Linked DNA regions of Mus musculus: all the other regions are linked to region 2. Evidence: chromatin contacts called from public promoter capture Hi-C data. All regions are on one chromosome and are shown on one strand. The core of a region is the stretch at or near the end of the contact, and the rest is flanking DNA. Distances in the headings are between cores, read along the strand shown.

The links. Promoter capture Hi-C pulls out the DNA fragments that hold promoters and counts their contacts.
Region 1: a promoter capture Hi-C map of the HPC-7 cell line shows a contact between it and region 2. The contact joins the promoter of Spata2l here to the enhancer-like site in region 2. A contact is called at or near these places in 12 of 39 promoter capture datasets (the 3T3-L1 cell line, 3T3-L1-derived adipocytes, the C10 cell line and 8 more), 2 of 115 datasets of contacts at active chromatin or transcription factors (embryonic limb bud and stem cell-derived neural progenitor cells) and 2 of 9 other capture datasets (embryonic stem cells and liver).
Region 3: a contact with region 2 is called in a promoter capture Hi-C map of cranial neural crest. The contact joins the promoter of Spg7 here to the enhancer-like site in region 2. A contact is called at or near these places in 1 of 39 promoter capture datasets (cranial neural crest), 3 of 115 datasets of contacts at active chromatin or transcription factors (embryonic basal ganglia, embryonic stem cells and large pre-B cells) and 1 of 9 other capture datasets (liver).
Region 4: a contact with region 2 is called in a promoter capture Hi-C map of fetal liver, with 5 times the contacts expected there. The contact joins the promoter of Spata33 here to the enhancer-like site in region 2. A contact is called at or near these places in 7 of 39 promoter capture datasets (cranial neural crest, embryonic stem cells, fetal liver and 3 more), 1 of 484 Hi-C or Micro-C datasets (palatal mesenchyme), 5 of 115 datasets of contacts at active chromatin or transcription factors (embryonic limb bud, embryonic midbrain, embryonic stem cells and 2 more) and 2 of 9 other capture datasets (adipose tissue and liver).
Region 5: a promoter capture Hi-C map of liver shows a contact between it and region 2, with 3 times the contacts expected there. The contact joins the promoter of Vps9d1 here to the enhancer-like site in region 2. A contact is called at or near these places in 1 of 39 promoter capture datasets (liver), 1 of 484 Hi-C or Micro-C datasets (bone marrow-derived macrophages) and 3 of 9 other capture datasets (adipose tissue, embryonic stem cells and liver).

Annotation. Positions count from the first base shown.
Region 1 is chr8:123,234,810-123,237,556 of GRCm38.p6, reverse strand. Spata2l (spermatogenesis associated 2-like) reads left to right here and starts at 1,299. Exons shown (of 3, transcript NM_030176.3): 1 at 1,299-1,407; 2 at 1,708-2,039. The coding sequence starts at 1,737. 4933417D19Rik (RIKEN cDNA 4933417D19 gene) reads right to left here and starts at 2,466. Exons shown (of 3, transcript NR_045849.1): 1 at 2,004-2,466.
Region 2 is chr8:122,516,351-122,519,050 of GRCm38.p6, reverse strand. All of the region lies in intron 1 of Piezo1 (piezo-type mechanosensitive ion channel component 1), which reads left to right. Among named protein-coding and RNA genes, the nearest start is that of Gm26497, 3.0 kb to the left of the region's middle. Within about 2 kb of position 1,345, at least 60 of the 459 cell types and tissues checked have an H3K27ac peak or open chromatin away from gene starts, as enhancers often do. A contact at or near this core is called in the HPC-7 cell line, adipose tissue, bone marrow-derived macrophages and 2 more, where this site is marked.
Region 3 is chr8:123,064,097-123,066,796 of GRCm38.p6, reverse strand. Spg7 (SPG7, paraplegin matrix AAA peptidase subunit) reads right to left here and starts at 1,289. Exons shown (of 17, transcript NM_153176.5): 1 at 1,088-1,289; 2 at 222-324. The coding sequence starts at 1,270.
Region 4 is chr8:123,211,603-123,214,302 of GRCm38.p6, reverse strand. It overlaps Spata33 (spermatogenesis associated 33), which reads right to left and starts at 1,445. Exons shown (of 3, transcript NM_177279.4): 1 at 1,306-1,445; 2 at 1,066-1,215. The coding sequence starts at 1,342. Chmp1a (charged multivesicular body protein 1A) reads left to right here and starts at 1,515. Exons shown (of 7, transcript NM_145606.3): 1 at 1,515-1,637. The coding sequence starts at 1,631.
Region 5 is chr8:123,252,963-123,255,662 of GRCm38.p6, reverse strand. It overlaps Vps9d1 (VPS9 domain containing 1), which reads left to right and starts at 1,441. Exons shown (of 15, transcript NM_028200.2): 1 at 1,441-1,675. The coding sequence starts at 1,577. It overlaps Zfp276 (zinc finger protein (C2H2 type) 276), which reads right to left and starts at 1,468. Exons shown (of 11, transcript NM_020497.2): 1 at 740-1,468. The coding sequence starts at 947.

The sequences.
Region 1 (2,747 bases), core at 50-2,549, 720 kb before region 2:
AACATTAGCTTCGACGTTAGTGTAACATAATTTTTTGCAATGCTAGAGACTGAACCTGGGGACCTTACACAAAGCAAGCAATTGTTCTACCTCAGGGTCACACCCCTGCCCCCAAGGCCTCTTCCTTTTTCTGTTAATCCCCTTGTTCTGCCGCAGGCGGGATCCAGGCTTGTCTTGAAACAAGGCAAGCATGGAATCTTTATGATTTGTCAGAAGTTAAACTATGTCACTGTGAGTTGAAGCAACCTCGAAAGCCAACCAAGGTTCCCCTTTGGATTGGTGAGCTCACAACAAAAGACCTCTATGTTCAGTGATAGCCAGCAGGGCACCTGGGGACTGTGGCCTGCTTAGTTACACGATCTGAAGTCCTTTGACTGTGAGAAATTCAAGAAGACAGATACCTCCCCTATGCCAGGTTCTATTTGATCAAACTTGGCCTAGGCTTGGTGAGCTGGAGAGATCGAGGGTGCAGGCTGCCCAGAAGTGGATGAAGCAAAAGCTACTGCTTACACGAAGCTTAGGGTTTAAGATTAAGGAGAAGGTGCCTTCGGTCCTGAGTGAGTTGCCTAAGACCACAGCAAGTTGAGGTTAACAGTTTCCCTGAGGTCACCCAGACCAATTCTTGGATTTCAGGATCCCGGTCAGTTTTGAAGGTCTGTAGGTCACACACTTAAGGAACACCTTGTCCTGGAGGGTGAATACATTCATCCTGCCTCAAATACTCCCTAACCGACTTTCTCAGGGACTAAGAAATGAAGTGCCAGAGACCAGGAAACAAAGCCTGCAGAGGCAGTCCGAAGGACCTCCCGTTCTATTATTTATAATTATTTTGTTTGCATGCATGTGCATCAAAAACACCAGATGCAGGGGCCAGAAGTGGATGTTGGGAACTGGAGTTAAAGACAAAAAAATGAGCTGCCACGCAGGTGCTCATACCCACTGGGCAGTCCACCACCCCACCCGTTTTAAATTGTACTTAAATACGTGTGTTTGACCTCCTTTGGTCCATGATCTGCCAAGACAGGCCCCGCCTAGCCGGTATTTGGCTATTCTGTGGGTTGGCTTGAGGAGCCAAAGTCCAGCCTGGTTCAGACCGGTTCCGCTAGGCACATCTTGGCGACCAGTGATCATACACCCACTGTGTACTCCCACTCAGACTAGCTGAAAGACTAACTAGTGAATCTGAGAGAACTTCAAAAGGTGAGCTGCAGGGGAGGGCCACGCCCAGCTTCGCCCAGGCCACGCCTACACCTCCACCCTCCTACTTAGCCGAAAGGGCGGCACCCGACTCCAGCCTCGCCCACCAACGTCACGACCAAGGCCAAGGGGCGGGCTTGACTTTCTGCGGAAGAGCGAGGAGAGACCCAGGCCCAAGCGGAGCTCTCTGGAATAGCTGGCGACTAGCAGGTAGCACCGCCGCCCACGGGGACCGTCAGTGGGAGAGGGGCTCTGGCTGCAAGAGGTTCAGCTAGTGGGAGCGGAGCTGTTGATACGAGGACGCTCAGCAAGCGGGGCTGAAGGTGTCCTGGGGAGGGGAGGCTACAAATACTGTGGTCACTGAGCTGTCAGCGTCCACGTCTCAGGGACCATAGATTCCGAGAGTTGGCTAAGCTGCCAAGGTCCCTATTTCCAGGTTGGAGGGAGCCCTGGGCTTGCTGGGTGCGGGGTTGAGAGTCGCACACACAGCTGAGATGACATGGTCTCTAGTTTGACACCTCATCCCGGACCTGATCAGGATGGGCAGCAGCTCACTGTCCGAGGACTATCGCCAGTGCCTGGAGCGCGAGCTGCGGCGCGGCCGCGCGGGCGTTTGCGGCGACCCCTCGCTGCGCGCGGTGCTCTGGCAGATTCTGGTGGAAGACTTTGACCTGCACGGGGCGCTACAGGACGATGCGCTAGCCCTGTTCACTGATGGCCTGTGGGGGCGGGCTGACCTGGCACCGGCCCTCCAAGATCTGGCCCGCGCCTTTGAGCTCCTAGAGCTGGCCGCTGTGCACCTGTACCTGCTGCCCTGGAGAAAGGAGTTCACCACTATCAAGGTATGGCATCAGTGGTGCTCCTTCACTCCCGTCCTTGTCCAGGCTGTTTGAGGGCTGCAGATCCTCTTCAGGGGAGGGTTCTGCGTTGAGGGCTCGTGGGCGTGTTGGGATGCATGCCTACCAGTCATTCACCTAGAACTTATATGGCTGTCCTCAAAGTAGTCTCACTGCCCTAGTTGCCATGGAAATTCTAGGGTAGACGTGGGTGGGTGAGGGAGGTACTTGATGTCCTATGGTCATCCTAACTCCTCTAAGATGTGGACTGGTCCCCATCTGTAAAAGGAGGCTGCTAAGACTGGGAAGAGAACAGCAGATCAGAACAGCAGGGATCTTATTCCTGCCTGGGTCCAGGTTAGGCGGCCAGGTCCAGGGCTGGCCTAGTCCTTAGGTCAGATGGCAGACCACTTAGAGGGGGTAGGGCCGCTCTGAGCTAATTTTGAGTGGGAAGGCAATGACGTCAGAATGCACGTGGGCGAGGTAAACCTCCACCGGTTGTCATGGTAACGTCTCCCCCTCCACACCCCACCAGCCTGCTGCTCCACGGGAATACCTGAGATCTCAGGACTTTCATTCAGTTCTGTCAAGCTAGAAGCCCACCCATCCGCCCCAGAGGACAGAGGCAGCCAGGCGTGGCCTTCACACTGAATAGTTCAGAAATAGTGTTGGGGTGGAGCTGGCAAGGATAGAGCCTCCTAGCTGTGTGGTTTT
Region 2 (2,700 bases), core at 96-2,595:
CTGGGCCCCGAACACACCTTGCTGAGCCTCTCCCAGCCTGGCAGCTATGGCCTCTTTGGACAGCGTACTCCTCTGTGGGACCCAGGGTCTCAGCGGAGTCTCTGCTCCACCACTGGACACGGCTGCTGCATAGCTGGGACCATAGAAGGACTCCAGGCTCTGCTCTGCCTTGTAGCTCTTTGCCAGTCTAGACACCACTTCCTCCAGGGCTGAGACTGTGGCTGCCCCAGGGTCCCAAGCAGGCCCTGCCCTGCCCTGCCCTGCCCTGCCCTAGAGATGGGTTGCAGTCCTTTGGGCTAGCCTGGTCTCTCCTGTTGGGGCCTCTGCTCAACTCTCTCTGCTCACCGAGGTCTTTCTTTTGGCCTAGAGAGACTCTCCTCCCTTCTCAGAGGGAGGTAGCCTAGAGACTAGGAGGGCAGGCCATCCAAACCTGTTCCCTCTCTTGTGCAGACAGGAGTGACAATGGTGGGGTGGGGGGTTATATGAGACCCTCAACCTTGTTTCTGTGCTGGGCCGAGATGGTAGGGTGAGGTGAGTCTGCTCTTCACCCAGGCTTCCCTCGAAGAAACCATGCTGTTCCTGCACTGGACGCTTGCTTGTCTCCACTTGGGCTGGACGGCCTGCTGCGTTGATGCAGACTAGTGTGAACCTTCACTGTGTTCTCTCCCTGTTGACACAGCCCATCCCTCCAAAGGATCCGGTCATCTCAAGCACACACTGTATCTCTGCACCTTTCCGTCCGTCTGTCCAGCACTGGCTGTGGTAGGGGAAGCTCCCCACAGATCTGCCGTGTGCTTCAGACTCATTTCCAGAGCCATTTACAAATGTGTCTGGCATCTGCTTTGGGAGGTCGCTGTAAGGCTTCTTTGACCAGAGACATATGGGAGCAGCTGGCTCAAAGAGCCTCCAGGGAGTGGTGGATTCTCGTCTCCTACCCTGACAGACCCTGGGCCAGGCTGGGGCTTCTTGAGTAGGTGAGGTCTCCCTTACAGCCCAATCTGCAGGCCCATCTTCATGCTCATGGTGGAGGAGGGGTGGTGACAAACCTTCTGTGTGGTGTACTCTAAAAGTTGTGTGTGGTCCTATTACCCTTACCCCTCCCTCCCTGACCCGGTTCCCACAACGACGAGCAAACCGTTGCTCTGCTCTGGGTCACTCAGAGTCCAGGGGAGCCACCCGGTGGACTTCATTAGCCCTCAGCTATGGCTTGAGGACCCCAGAGTGGATGTTAGCAAGGGTCTTCAGCTTTGTGCTGTAGGGTGAGGGTCTATAAAGGGTTAAGTATGTGCTGGCCTGCAAGGGGCCCTTCCTGCCTCTGGCTGTCCCTATTGTTGCTGGCTCAGGAAAGGCCTGTTTCCTGTGAAATCACAGGCTTTGCCCAGCAGCTCCACCAGAGCAGTCTGAGGCTCTGCCCTCTTTGAGGAATGTCTTTGTCCCCCATGACCCCTCTCCTGCAGTTAGGTGGCAGCTAACCTTCAAGGACAAAGACAAGGAAGGCTGTCTCCTTCAGGCTGCTTGTGATAAATAACATCTCACCTCTGTCCTCTGCACTGCTAAAGTCATGGTTGTGACAGTCACATCAATGTGTTTCAACCAATACGCCACACCACCGGGACCAGGGAGCACCTGGGAACCCTGCATCCCGACACAGCCAGGTTGTGTTGCCTCTTAGTGTTTCTTTCCCTCTCTTCCCAGAAGCAAGAGCTGCACGGCTGACCCAGGCGGGACTCGCTCTCCTGGCTCGCTCTTCTTGCTCTTGAGGGGTGATAATCTTGGAGGAATGATGACTGAGAACGAGACCCTGGAGTGTCAAGTTGTGCCTCTGAGCCTGTTTCCTTGGGTAGAGTGTTCGTCTCTGGACGTAGCCTTTATTTCTCTGTACAGTGTTGGGACCGCTCTACACGGAGGGCAGGCAGGAAGGAAAAGAGGCAGGGGAAAGGGCAGAGCTCAGGGCCTGTGCATCTCCCAAGCTGACCTGTGTTGCTGAGGCAGGACAGGGCGTTCCCCTCGCCTGGTCCCTGGTGCCTCACCTTGCATTTCATCTACCTTTGGCACATACAGCTATGTAGGGTTCTCCTGGCCCTACCTGGGATTAGGAGTAGCCAGGCCTCAATCTCAGTAGCCCATCTCACATTTCCTCGTTGCCAGGAAGCCAGGCATGGAAGTCCCTACCCCTTGCCATCTTGGGTCTCTGGTTTCTGGAGCCCATCACAGATTTTGGACACCGTTCATGTATTTATTCCGGTAAAACATCTATCCACGAAGTTTGTCATCTTAATCTATTTTTGATAGTGTGGTGGCATTAGGCACATCCTCATATGTCACTAATGGCCACCCCAGGACCATCTCATTTTCCTGACTGAAACTTGATAACAGTTAAACTTTAGCCGCGGGACTGGAGAGATGGCTCAGTAGTTAAGAGCACTGACGGCTCGTCCACAGATCCTGAGTTCAATTCCCAGCAACCACATGGTGGCTTACAACCATAATGAGATCTGGGGCCCTCTTCTGGTGTGTCTGAAGACATCGACAGTGTACTCATATACGTAAAATAAATAGATAATTCTTAAAAACAATAATAAATTAACTTTAGCCTCTCCCGCACTCAACACACACAGAACCTCGGGGTCTGAATTTTAAGCTTGCCAAGCAGGCTGCAGGGTAAAGCATCTTTCCCTGCTCCCCAGGGCCTGTGGTGGC
Region 3 (2,700 bases), core at 40-2,539, 550 kb before region 2:
AACCTTTTGTTTTTTTGGGTGGGGGGTGGGGGTGAGCAGGGGGCCAGCAGGGTTTCACTAGCTAGTTCTGCCTGACCTCCAACTGGCAGCCCCTGTTTTAGTGCTGAGATTACAGGCATGTAAGACCTGGTTTGTTTGGTTTTGTCCTCTTCCACTATGCTCTTATAGGACTACAGTAAAACCTGTGTCCCTCAGTAATGGACCATGCAATGCATACACACCTGAAAGCGGCCACAGTCTGACTGCATTTGGAACTATATGCTGTTTCAGTAACAATCCGCTAATACCTTCAAAGCTAGGGGTCAGTATTCGCAATAGCAAACTCTGTAAAAAGAGAAAAAGACCGAGGTAACACTAAGACCATATACCACAACAACACAGGCCTAATCAAAGTCCTTGCCTAGCATGCAGAAAGCTATGGATTTGATCCCCAGTACCTCCTTAAAACTGGGTACAGTGGCGCATGCATGTAATCCCAGCACTTGGGAGGGGATGCAGGAGCATCAAAAGTTCAAAGTCATCTTCAACTGTGTATTGAGAATCTCTCCCTCCTCGGTTTCCATCCTAGAACTGCCTCCCAAGAAGGGGAGGGGCCAAGGGAAAGTGTCAATCAACTCCATCAATGAATTTCACTGGACTCAGCCACAAAACAAAACAAAAAAACCGAAGAAACAAAAGTCAATTAACTTTCACCCACAGCCCAGTTTGAGTCTCCAATTCACAATCTTCCTGGCCTCGTCCTACCAGCAAATACTGAAATTGCAAGTGTGCACCACCTATGTGGGCAAAAGGATCGGGAGTCCAAGGGCTGCTCCGAGTACACATGAACGCCTGCCTCCAGACCAGAAAGAAGAGGACGGAAAGGCACGGGTGACCAGGACTCAGTTTGAAGCCGCCAGGGACAGTGATACAGGGCGTCTCTCTCACACACGCCAGGGAGAGACGAACCACCCGAGGCAGATGCTGCCTCCCGTCCCGGGGAGCCCACAGCAGCCATCCTCCTGCGGAAGAGCGAGGTGCAGGCGCACTTCCGGTCGGCGCGGACCGACCCGCCACACCCGCCGCCGCCGGGCTCCGAGCGGGTTACCTGAGGCGCGTGGCCTCCAGCCGCAGCCGGGCCAACCGGAGTCCCGCGGGCCGCGTACGGCCGCCTGGCCCCAGCCCCGGACGAGAGGCCTGGGCCCCTGCCTGAGAGCAGGCCCCACAGCCGTCGGGGCCGGGGCTCCGGGCCGGGGCGGAGCCCGCGAAGCAGCAGCAAGGCGGCCGCCATGGTGCCGAAAGCGGCGCCTGCGCAGTGCGGCTCCGGCCGCCCTAACGGTCAGGTTTTTGAGGGCGGCCTCCCTTTGCGCTTGCGCGGGGTTGAAGGTCGCGCGCTCCTGGCGACGCCTGCGCGGTCCGAACCGTCTGGTATCCGCAAGGTTAGCTGCGAAACCTCGAGAGTCAGCAGGGTGCGCAGCGCGAAAGCTAGCAGCCCGCAGCCTGCGGGTTCACGTAGAGACAGGCTACGGTTACCCGGTATTTTTCTCTCTTGTGTTTTATTAACAGTCCAAGTTGCGGTTTCCAGTACTTGGCAAGTGGATACACGATTCGCTTTTCACGTTATCTCTTTCTTTGGGGTGCGATTTGGTGGTTCCTGTTGGCCACTTCCGTCCTTCCTGTACGTATTTATTTTGTTGTTTCTCTGTGTGGTGCTAGCTGTCCTCTCGCTGTAGACCAGACTGACCTCGAACTCGGAGATCCACCTGCCTCTTGGTTTTGGTTATTTGTTTTTTTAAATACAGTATCGCTGTGCAACAGTCTGGCTTCAAACTCAAGCTCCGTCTCCTGTGTGCCGGCCTGACAAGAATGAACCAGTTTTTCTGAACATCAGAGATCCGGGGGATGCCCCTGGCTGGCTACAGAATCAACTTAGAGCCAGTGGTGTGTGAGACCACAGGGCAGCAGCTACATACAGAGTAGGAAAACGGTGCCCTCAATCTTAGAGAGGGAGGGAGGGGGGCTCCTAAAGTCGGAACTGGAGGGGCTGGAGAGATGGCTCAGCTGTTAAGAGCACTGGCTGCTCTTCCAGAGGATCCAGGTTCAATTCCCAGCACCCACATGGCAGCTCATGACCATCTGTAACTCCAGTTCCAGGGGATTCGACAACCTCCCACAGACATACATGCAAGCAAAACACCAGTGCACATTAAATAAAACATTTAAAGTGGTGATTGGACCCGTGTCCTCTGGAAGAGCAGACAGTGCTCTTAACCACTGAGCCATCTTTCCAGACCCCTCCCCCCCTTATAGCCATTAGTGGTCTACTACCCATTTCTCCAACTCCCTTAGCATCAGGCAACCACTAGCATTCTTTGTTCCTGTGGACTGTGTTTATGACCAAATTAAGAGCCCCCTTAATTATACTCACTGCCCCTGAGGAGCACCCGTCATCCCGAGCTTCATACCATTTGGCTTTGACAGTTCATTTGTGCAGAGACAGAAGGGAGAGCTTGCTGTCCCACCCATGGACAGCTGCAATCCCAGGCCTGGGCAGGGCCACTGAAGCTCTGAGTCCTGCTAGTCCATGCCAGGCTGGTGCCTGGTAGTCTAACTGCAGAAAGCCCCCAAAGCAGTCTCGGTGCCTTTCCTTCCACTCCATGTCTTTCTGTACTCTCCAAGTCCCTTAACACTAAATAATTCAAACAATAAGCCTTCTCGGTG
Region 4 (2,700 bases), core at 196-2,695, 700 kb before region 2:
CATCAAACCACAGGGTGACAAAATCTTGTTTAGTTGGCTTTTCTGTCATCAGCTAAAAGCGCCCTGATCGACAGATATCACATCACAAGCCTCCCTAGGTCTGCAGCCTCTGTGTAGCCTTCTAGCCTCAGATGAGGGGCCCCTAAGCTTCAAGGTCAGACCTCAGAAATCCAGTCCCAGCACCTGGATTTCAAACTGCCTCCCCAAGACCCATGGGTGCCTCAACCTCTTTCTCAAATGAGAGGAGGGTCTGTGCTTTCTACCTCCAATCCTTCTCAACTGTCCTCGGCTACTGCGCCTCTGGCTTCCACCAGATTCCGGCAGTGAGCCTGGGGTAGGTCCTCCTAGGGCTCTGTTTTTCATACAGGCCTCCATTCTGGAACCAGAAAGACAAAGCATCCAATTCCTAATGCCTTCCTTGTTTTAAACCTGCAACAGTTCTATTTCTGACAATGGGGGGGGGGGGGGTGTCACAGTGTCGGAAGGCTCTGTACGTTTCCTTCTGTGTGGCCATACCAAGCTACTATAAAAGGTAGAAACAGGCCAAACGTCTGCCTCGGGGAAAAGTGGAATTCGCAGCAGTTTCTGGTGTCTGCCAAATGCTGGGTGTGAAAAGAAACACTTTTGTCCCACTCACGGTCCTTTCTACCTTGAGACGCCCTCCCATCTTTGTGGCCAGGCTGAGGGACACCAAGCCCTCTCCGCTCAGGAGTCAGTCACACAGCAGCCTGGCCAATCACCCGAGGAGAATTCTGCTCCAAGCTGTAACATGTTGAAGGGATCACTGTGGGACCAGAGAGCACCCTACTAACCCTCTTTGGGGAACACTTTATGGATCGCTCAAGTTTCGTCTCAATTTCTTTTTTCCTTCTGAAACAGGGTCTCCAGATATACAAGATGCCCTTGAAATCCCTGTTATAGCCTAGCCTAGAGCCAAGGGCAGTGCTCTCGCTCACCTTCCCTGCACCGAGAACCCTGTAATATTTACCTCCCGGGTCATCATCCTTAGAAAGAGGTCCCATCCCTGCTGCCTTGCCGCGGCCGGTCTCCTCTGGATCTCCCTACCTTCAGACGAAGACGACGGCCTTGAGTGCTTGGATGTCGCGAACAACAGGCTTTCGGCAGGCTGCGACTCCTTGTCAGACTGCTTGGCCTCCTTCTCCATTACTTTCTCCTTAGACTTTGTAACTAAAGTGGTAGTGCTCTTCTCCTCCTCTGAAACACACGGACGGACAAGCCGTTAGACCTACAGCCCGCGGACGCCCGCACGGAGGGCGGGCCTCGCCGCCAGGCGGCGCCCTTTACCTTTCTTCTCTCTGGGTTTGCTTTTCGACTGGCCCATAGGTGACCCCGCCGCTCCAGCCGGGCGGCCTCGGGGCCGGTTAACCCGACCGACTCACAAAACCCACACTAGGCTCCGGGAGCTCATTACCATGGCAACCGCGTGCCGCGCGAGCCGTGCCTGAGCCCCGCCCAGGCCCCGCCCAAGCCCCGCCCCGGAGCTATCTTCTCGCGACAGCCGGCCGCGCGACCGGAAGCGGTGGCGACCCCGGAAGCCCTCGCGGAGACAGCGGGTCCGTAACATCGCGTCCCCTGCGCCGCCCCGAGGGCTGTGCTAGCCCGACCGGCCATGGACGGTAAGGGGCTGTCATCCACTTCGGGGTCGGAGCGGGAGTCTGCGGACGTCTCGCCTCAGCCCCATAACCCAGCCGGACCCGCCCCGGGCTTCAGCCCCAGACTCTATCCCCCCGGGCCTGGGACCCATAGTCTATACCCTGTATTCGGACCGGGACCCGCCCCCAGCTCACTGGGCTCGAGACCTCCGACTAGGACCTGCCCTGGGGCCTGCAGCCCGTGTAGCCACCAGGACCCGACCCGGTGCCTGAACCCTGACATCCTAGCTGAAACCCTCTCCTGGGCCTCGATCGCACAACCCAGCAGAAGCCAGCTCCCGATTCTTGATTCCAGACCCCCAGCCAGCTCTTACCCCTGGGTCTTGTTTCTTTACCAGATCTCCCCAGGCCTGCACCCCACGCCCGGGATCCAAACCCTGAATCTTGTCCAAATGATCCTACACCCGACCCCCGATCCAGGCCACTTCCACTAGCCACTCTCCCTGTTTGTTTTGTTTCTGTTTGGGGACAACGGAGTGTGGTCAGAAGGCACCAGAAAAGTACCCAGAGAAATAGTAATTAAGATACAAAGGAGTTCAAGTGCCAAACAGTAGGATTTTGGGTTCCCTCCTAGTAGGAGGGCCCGGTTAACCTTAGGTTAACAGGTTGGAAGGGAACCACCCGTAGCAGTATGAGTCACGAGTCACTTCGACCTGCCGTGGCTCCAACCTCTAGACTCCCAAGGAACTCATAATAGGTTTTATGGGCTAGTATCATAGAGTTTTTGTTTGTATGAGACTGCTTCTCTATGTAGCCTTGGCTGGCCTAGAACTTACTGTATACACCAAGCTGCCCTTGAACTCAGAGATCTGCCTACTTCTGCCTCCCCACTGCTGGGATTAAAGGTCTGTGCCACCGCCTAGGGCTGTAATGGAGGTTTTGTTTTGTTTTTAAACTGCTTTCTGAAATGTAGAAAGCTAAAGTACTGTGTCATTGTTGTAGAAGACGTAAGAATCCTAGACTGAGCCAGGCGTGGTAGCGTACGCCTTTAATCCAGCCTGGTCTACAAAGTGAGTTCCAGGATAGC
Region 5 (2,700 bases), core at 192-2,691, 740 kb before region 2:
CAAGGGCCACTCTTCCCCCTGGCCTCCGAACACTGCAAGCAGAGAAGTGCCCGCACCAGGCTTCCTAAACACAAGAGTAGCGGGACTGGGACTCGGGAGCTGGCCTTCCTCACTGAACACTCAATATTCAAGGAACCCCAGATGCCTACAACGAAGATGAAACTTAACATCCCTATTCTGAAAATGTGTCCAAGCCGTGCCTCAAGAAACTAACTCACTGTTCATCCCTGTCCATCTATAGGTGCCCTGCCTGCAGCATGTGCATGATGCCACCCAACTGCCCCTAGTGGGAGTAAAGGACAGCTTACATAGGAAAGCCATTCTCAGATGACTGAAGAACACCACACTAATGTGATGCACATGGAGGCTGTTAACCTAACTAGCTGCTGCTTGTTCACAAACTCGCAGCCGCACAAGGAACAAGCAGTTAGTTCACTTAACTCAGTTCCCAACGCAGGTTAGGTTATAGGCCTGTTTTAACCATCAAGAAACTGGGGTTCAGAAAAAGTTAAGCAATTACCCTAAAAGTCCATAGCACGAAGAGCAAACTTGAAGCCACACCTGTGTGCCTTCAAATCTTACGCACTAAATAGCAGCGACACAGAGCTGTCTGGGCGGCAGAGGAAAGGGCCTCTATCGGCAGTTCTCCAGAGGGCCCGCGTTCTCCAGAACCAGGAGGCCTGGTTTGCTCTCATTATCACTAAGCTCGCACCGGGGCCCGAGGACGCCTGGAACCCACCAGCTTCGTCTGTACCGTCGTCGCCTGTGTCCCCGCAGGAGCGTGTCATCGAGCCCCAGCTGAGCTGAGCAGCCGCCCCGTCAGCGCTCGTTCCGCCGCTGCGAGAAGGGCGACCCCGAGTCCGACCGCTTCCACAGCCGCCGCCCGAACCCCCGCGCTGCCGAGCTATTCCGGGAGACAGGAAGCGGCCGAGGCGGTCCCGCTTCATGGTGGTAGGCGACACTCGCTCCCTGCTCCGCGCTGCTCGGTGTGGCTCGGCCCCCTGACTTCTTGCTAGAGCGGACTTAACTTGGCACACTCCGTGCCGTTCCGCTACTCTCCGCCGCGCTGCCCCGCTCCGCTCGGCTCCCCGAGATCGGAGCCGGAGGAAGCGAGGGCTGCAAGGAAGCGAGGAGCGGTCTGGGGAGCCACAGCGGCCGCGGCGGGGTCAGGAGCCCGGAGTTCTTCGGGTCTCTCGGAACTCGCGACAGGCCCTTAAAGGAGGGGCAGCCCGGAGGGTGAACGGCCGCGGACTGCCGCCCGGGCGGTGGCGCACAACAGAAACCCTTCAGAGCAGTAGCTCTCCCCGCCAGCCTTCCCGTCCGCGCTCGCAGCAAGTTGGCCGGAGGAGGTGACAAGAGCCACTGACCCCTCCGGTCCCCTAAACCCAAGTCTGCGCGGCGGGGCGGGGCGCGGCGGGGCGGGGCAAGGCCGGCGGAAGTGTGTCCGGGTCCCCTTCCGGCGGTGCGCAGCTCCTGCGCCTCCCTCAGCTCCGCGCTCCGCGTTCCGGTCTGGAGGCGTCCGCCCCGTCCCGCCCCTGCCGCCGCGGCCTCCCGCTCCCCGCCCCCGCCCAGCGCCATGGCCGCTGCGGCCGGGGACGGCGGGGCGAAGCCACTGCAGAGCGCCATGAAACTGGCCAACAAGGCCATCGAGCTAGACACCGGCAACCGGCCCCGGGTGAGGCTGGGAGGGTCGCGGAAGCAGCTCTGGGAGGCCCTTTGCCCCTGGTGGGTGGGCGAGGGCGGGCGTGTAGAGGGATTCGGCGCTCCCGATGCGCGCGGCGGCGGCGGCGGCTCTGGGACCGCGCCCGGAGACCCGGGGCCCGGAGGCTAAGGGCGCCGAGCTCTGCGGGGACCTGGAACAGCTCAGCTCGCACTGGGCCTAGATTTACCTGTGTGATGAGGCGGTGTGACATAAGGAGGAGGTTCTGTTTGCAAAGGACCTACATCCAAGATGTAGATGACAGATGTGTGTGTGTGTGTGTGTGTGTGTGTGTGTGTGTGTATTCTTGACAGAGTCTGTGTAGAGTTAATCTAGAAAAGACCCGACTGTTGGCTCATTCAGGATGCTGCTGCTGTCTGCAGTTGCCTTCAAAGGTCATTTGTAAAGAAACCCAGGCACAAAAGGGGTGTGGCCTGTCACTGAGAATAACTGCTAATTAAAAGGATGGCAACAAGGTAGAAAAGCCGGCTGGGCCACCCAGAGCTTCCATAGGACAGGACGAATCACTGGTTGTCCAGTGCCCCAACTTAGTTTTCTAGGGCACCCTCACAAGACCAGAATCCTACCTGAAACCCATTTTATCTGAAGTGCTGAGCTAATTAAAGTTGGGTAATTTTGACAACGAGTAAAACGAAACACATACAGACCAGAGTGCGTTCTGTCTTGAGCTGTCACAGAGCCCAGAGCAGAGGGGTCACACAGCTGAAACCTGCAGCTCGGTGCTCTGGGCTCCTTTGAGCAGAGGGAATTATTCTGGAGTCTGTAGAATGTTATTTCTTCACCTAAGCCAAAACTTGAGATTGACAGATGAGCCCTTATCCTCTCCTCAGATTTCAGGAAGTGCTTTTCATGAGACATGGAAAGACTGCTAGTCTTTGAGTTGCACAGGAAGAGAACTTTGTCACACAGAGTGGAAACCCTTATTGCTGCTCAGGCAGCTCTGTGGAGCCTCCTGACTGAAGCTCAGCTCCTTCATGTGG